Regions from separate parts of the Mus musculus genome. Here region 1 is linked to region 2. A link is a contact called in public HiChIP or PLAC-seq data. All regions are on one chromosome and are shown on one strand. Each heading gives the region's core, a stretch centred on a gene start, on an enhancer-like site or on the middle of the called end of the contact. The rest is flanking DNA. Distances are from core to core; before and after follow the strand shown.

Evidence for each region. HiChIP or PLAC-seq counts read pairs in DNA pulled down with a chosen protein or histone mark.
Region 1: an H3K27ac HiChIP or PLAC-seq map of embryonic stem cells shows a contact between it and region 2, with 2.9 times the contacts expected there. The contact joins two enhancer-like sites. A contact is called at or near these places in 1 of 484 Hi-C or Micro-C datasets (embryonic stem cells) and 7 of 115 datasets of contacts at active chromatin or transcription factors (bone marrow-derived macrophages and embryonic stem cells).

What each region holds. Positions count from the first base shown.
Region 1 is chr3:9,647,042-9,649,889 of GRCm38.p6, forward strand. Gm33169 (a long non-coding RNA gene) reads right to left here. Exons shown (of 6, transcript XR_878676.2): 5 at 2,403-2,517; 6 at 571-1,112. Among named protein-coding and RNA genes, the nearest start is that of Gm33169, 15 kb to the right of the region's middle. Within about 2 kb of position 1,485, at least 50 of the 459 cell types and tissues checked have an H3K27ac peak or open chromatin away from gene starts, as enhancers often do. A contact at or near this core is called in embryonic stem cells, where this site is marked.
Region 2 is chr3:9,100,119-9,103,055 of GRCm38.p6, forward strand. No RefSeq gene overlaps it. Among named protein-coding and RNA genes, the nearest start is that of 4930539M17Rik, 40 kb to the left of the region's middle. Within about 2 kb of position 1,258, at least 24 of the 459 cell types and tissues checked have an H3K27ac peak or open chromatin away from gene starts, as enhancers often do. A contact at or near this core is called in embryonic stem cells, where this site is marked.

The sequences.
Region 1 (2,848 bases), core at 235-2,734, 550 kb after region 2:
CCTCCTTAAAAGCAGAATATTAGTTACTTTCCTTTGCTGTGATAATATCTGATAATGAAGAGAGCACAGGGAGGAGTTTATGCTCCCAGAGGGAGAGTCCAGAGTAAAGGGAAGGTATGGCAGCCGGCCATAGGAGCAGCCAGCTGAGTGGCCAGATCTTAAACCACAACAGCAAGCAGAGAGAACAGGAAGTGGACAAGCTTGTGAGCCCTTCAGAACTTACCCCAGAGGCATACTTCCCCCAGCAAGGCTGGACCACCTCCCCAAACAGCAGCACCACGTAGGGACCAAGCATTCAAGTACCTGCGCCCATGGAGCCATTGCTCACTCAAACCACTACAAGTTACAAGTTACAGAGGGTGAAGGTGTCATTAGCCTCTGAGTCATTTCTCCAGCCCGCTCGGCTCACTTTTATTTTAGACTTGGCTCTAGGCTCCTGTATTCATAGTTCATGGGATTATCTGTGATAAAACTGTTTTTAAGAAATGACGTATTTCTCAGATAACGTTGTTAGAAGCTTTACATAATATTGTAACTTGCTTTCCTTTATTTCTGGATCTAGGTCAAGATATTTAATGACCATCCTGCTGGAGCTACTGGGTGTGGAGGAAAGTGTTTTAGTTGAATAGGGACACATGAACAATGTTATCTTAATTGTGCAGTGTGCTATATCTGCTGGCTCTGTTTTACTGGTTAAGCAACAGTTTTACAGGAAAATAACTAATAAAATATTCAGTTTCTTCATTAGAAAGTTGAAAGGCATCAGACTTTTCAAGTGCAGAGCACTGATAATGAGACAGAGATTGTTTTTTTTGTTTTTAAGTCCAATAGCATTCCGGAGCTAATATGCATAATATCGGAAATTCACAGCTCACTGAAAACACTCAATAGTAGATCTGATCAAGTAGAATAATTGGTGATTTGAAGGTAGGGTGATGGAGACTGTCCATCCAGAGAAGGAGAGACAGTACCATGAAAACTCACAAGGACCACTGTGCACACGCGCCAGAGGAGGGACCGCTCAGCCCTCCCGCACGGACAGGAGTGGATGGGCGGTGAGGAGGTGCTTGTGGGGGAACAGGGTAACTGTGGAATGGATGTGGGTTTTCCTTCTGAGGAGACAGGAAAAAAAAAAAAAACACTAGACTGCACACTTTGAAATGGTAAATTTTATATTCTATAACTTTCATTTTTAAAAAAGAAAAGATATGGAGAAAATGTAGATAAATAATGCTACGTGCTGACTGACAATTATAAGAAAATTACCATTTCTAGAGGTGCTGTTTTTCAGCTTTTTGTTACCCTTAATTTGCTGCCATTTCTTTTACTCTAAAGATGCTCTTCCTAAATAACGTATTTTATACATTTTCTCCCAAAAAGGTTCTTGCACCTGATGAAGCTTCTGGACGCACAAACCAGGATGCCCCAGAAGCTTGTCACCAAAGGAACTCTGTCACCAAACAGGGTGTGCCTGTGCTTAGGGGCCCTTGCTCTCAGCAGCTCCGGGAACGCTCCCCTCCCCCACCCAGTCCTCAGGCTCCTCCTGAGAGCCGCTTCTATTCCTTCTCACATCTTACATGGCTCTAATCCTCACTCAGCTTTCTACGGCCCCTCTAGTCCGCTGCTGTCCCCAGATTGTTGCAGAGTTGTTTGCTTTTTTTTTTTTTTAAGATTAAAAATTTTTTTAACGTATATGAGTACACTGTAACTGTTTTCAGACACACCAGATAAAGGTGTCAGATCCCATTACACATGATTGTGAGCCACCATGTGGTTGCTGGGAATTGAACTCAGCACCTCTGGAAGAGCAGTCAGTGCTCTTAACCGCTGAGCTCAGTCCCAGAGCTGTTTTTAAAGTTATTTACTTATTAGTGGTTTGCTTGTTTACATACTGTCCTATTTATTTATTTATTTATTTATTTATTTATTTATTTTGGTTTTTTGAGACAGAGTTTCTCTGTATAGCCCTGGCTGTCCTGGAACTAACTCTGTAGACCAGGCTGGTCTCGAACTCAGAAATCTGCCTGCCTCTGCCTCCCTAGTGCTGGGATTAAAGGCACATACTGTCCTTGTAGCCCAGGCCAACCTTGAAGTTACTGAATAGTTGAGGGTGACCTTGAACCTCTGAACCTCCTACCTCTGCTGGGATCATAGGCAAGGGCTACCCCAGGGAGGCCTGGCTGCTCCCGAGTTTCACAACGCACTCATTTCCAGTGGCCCTTCAACTACAGGGTTATGGTCCTGTAACTCTCCTCCCTTCCTTCTGACTTCTGCTGAGGAGCCCTCCAGCATCCATCCCAACCTCTCTGTTCCTCTCCCTTTTCACCTTTCTGTCAAAGAAAGGGCCTTCTTCAAACTGTGCCAGCACCCGCCCCATCCCCCTGAACTCAGAGCATGGTTACCTGTGTGCAGTTCATCTCCCTCACTCTGGACTCTTCACCTCTCTGGATCCAGCTCTAGGGTGGTCCTCGGAAAGGCGTCCCACTTCCCTTTGTAACACAGATGTCCCCCGCTGACCTTGGTAAAAAGCAATGAGCATTTTAAACAGTTCATAACTGTTCATCATCAGGAAGAGTAACTTGCACTCTTTCTGTGTGTATGAATGAATAAAGACATTTATATGAATTCATGGGTTTGTATATGTCTACAGAATAGTATGTATGCTTTCAATTTATTTTCTCAAGAACTAGTCACATTCATTTGCATTTGGAAGTCCCTGTGTTTTGCTTATAGTGTATGCACAGCCCTGTATTTTTACACAGGGAGATGACACTTGTGGAGTAGAATTCTTTTCTTTAAGGGTATCAGTCACTGAAAAATAAAACCACCATCAGAATATGATTAAGAC
Region 2 (2,937 bases), core at 8-2,507:
GGGTCCTGTGTGTGTGCACTCACACTACTGCCTGTGTATAGAGGTCAGAAAATTACTTTCAGGGGTCAGTTCTTGCCCTGTTTCAAGGCAGTCTCTCTTGCTGTACTATGTTTTTTAGGCATTCCAGACGATTCTCCTGTCTTGAGTCCCATCTTGCCCATAGGAGTCCTGGAATTAGAGGTGCAGGCTACTGCACCCAGCTTTTATATGGGTTCTAGAGATCAAAATCACGGTGTCAGCTGGTGAGGCCATCTCTAGCCTTCACGTGAAGTTATTTTAGTAACATGGTTATAAGGCTTTTTTTTTCCTGACTTGCCTCCCCTGATCAGGGACAAACCTCAAGAGGTTGAGACTTTGCCATTTCCCAAGGCCTATGCCATGGCCAAGGTCAAACAAGAACATTTTTGTTTGTTCGTCTTTTGAGATAAGATCTTGTGATGGAGCCTATGCTGGTCTTGAACCCTAGATAATTTGAGTTCCTCTGCCTCCCAAATGCTGGGATTACAGGTGTATACCACCATACCTGGAAAAGAACACTGCTTAATGAACCAGTGAGTGAATAAATGCAGGAAAGAAGAAAGGTCTCAAGAGACGGCTTTGTCTTGAGCCATGGAGCAAAGAAAGAGAACCAGGCCCTCATGGTTGGGGGCATTAGAAGCCCCTCAGACACAGCTCTCCTCGCTCTCCCCTGCAACTGTTGCGTGTTGAACTCTCTGTGAAGATGAAGAAGAGGAGGAGGATAATGGCGGTTTGTCTTGCTGGTGGAGCTGGACCTAGGGTTTTACTGTGTTGGGCAAGCATTCCACACTGAATTACTTTACTGCTCCAGCTCGTTCCCCAAGACTCTTATATTTGCACGTGGCTCTCTTTCTGAAGGGCTTCCTGCTCTTTGAGAACAAAGCCTGGTCTGATTTGACTAAAAGTGTACCGCGCAAGCATGTCATAGGTCGTAGATGCTAGGCAATCAATAAAAATGTTCATCAGGCCCAAATATAACCAAGCAATTAATGTTATATATAATGAATCACTGATCAGACATAACGTGTTACACTTTTTTAGTTAATACTAATACAGTCATTCTTTAATGCTTCTCTTTAGAAAACACTGGACTTTTTGATCATGGATGTTAGCGTCAGTTTTATTTGGGGTGTCTTTAAAGTCAGATGTGAAAATATGCAGGGTGTACCTTGGTGCCTGTGGGACAGAGTGGAGCTCTGTCAGGGTAGGGTGCAAAGTCAGAATTGTTTAAACTTCCTTATTGCAAGGGAATGGGGCTGAGCAGAAGCCCAGGGGAGGGCCTGCTGGAATTCCCTGCAGGGAGGGAAGTCACCCCACCCTGCTCTTGCCTTTGAGCTCAGAGGTTCTGGGAACCAGCCCAGCGGGGACTCGCCAGGGTGCAATGGGTGGGGGTGGGAGGGGTGGGGACTGGGTGGAGGGGGGAGTGTTGGGGAATCTGCAAACAGGCTCTAAGGAACCTTTCCATAGATAATGCAGGTGGGGAGAGGGAGAGACCTGTCCCCAGGGAGAACAGAGGGAGGCTATGTAAAATCCACACTCAGGTGACCCCTGAGAATTCCAGGCTTTTCCTAGCCACACCTGTAGGCCAATTGTTCTGCAATCTTCAGGGTGGTTTAGCTGGTAAATTTATCTAAATCCAATCTTGGGGGAATGAGGTGTGGAGAAGGGGTTTCTTCCTGGGGGTAGGGGTGGGGTGGGAGGCAACTGACATAGCTCATGTGACTTGCTCTATTGCCAACATTCAAAATTCTTCAGAAACAGACTACTTTAAAAAAAAATAAGTGTGACCTTCCTTTTTAAAAGTCCTCTTCCCTATGTCTGTCTCTTTTAAATCCTGCATATGGAGGTGGGGAAAAACTCTTGCCTAGCACGAGAAGCCAGAGGTTCCATCCCCTGCACCGTAAATAATATATAAAAGAACACCTTGTATGTGGGGCTCAAACTGGCTTCCACTGGAACATCTCTCCACTATTTTAGTGGCACAGGACAAGAAGCCACAACTTGCTAAACCCCAGTGTGGAAAATGGCGGGAGGCAGAGCTCGTAATTTACACACTTGTGGGTGTGAGCTCAGGTGATCGATACAAGGAGGCTCTAGAACTCGTGCCTTATTCCTAGTGTGCATTAGATCGGCAGCACAGATGTCACAAGCTTTGGCTTTGATCCTTCTCTTACTGCAGACTGGACCCTGAGCTTGCATATGTTAGACAAGCCCTCCATCACTGACCTAGAGCCTTAACCATTCTATTCCGATCTGCTCAATTGTCCACACAGGCGTCTGTCAGCCTCAGGACAGCTGGGGTTACAGGTCTGCACCATCAGGCCCTTTCCTCTGTGTGCCTGGGATAGGTCCTAGAGTCTCAGGCCTGCTAAGTAATCTGTCTTCTACTCAGCTACAGCCCTCCCGGTATTGGTAAGTAGGAGTCACTTGTATTCCCTTCCATCCCACTGACACTCATGGGCTGGGATATAAAGCTCTGCCTACAGACCAAGTAGAGGTGGGTATGGTCAGGTCCACTGCAAGGAATGAACAAGGTATGTCCTGGGGCGAAGGCAAGGGGCTGAGAACATCTGCCTATTTTTATCTCTCTGAGGTTTGTTCTCCGTGTGCCAAATAAAAGGCCACCTTTTAATGTAGTCTATATTACATATTTGTCCCTGAACTCAGCATAGGCCTGCCATAGAGAAAGCTGAATACAAGCCTAGTAAGTACATAGATCCAACTCACGTTTCTTCCCTTTTGGTTTTAACTAAAATGAGTAAGTAAATAAATAGATAATTAGGTAAATAAAACAAAGGAGATCACAGATAGAAGGGCTTGTCCAGCAGTCTCCTCTGGTGACCATGAACCCTTCCATGTCTGTTAAGAACACATACAAATGTTTGGTATTTGCCGCATACAAGTGTTAACAGGCAAGTT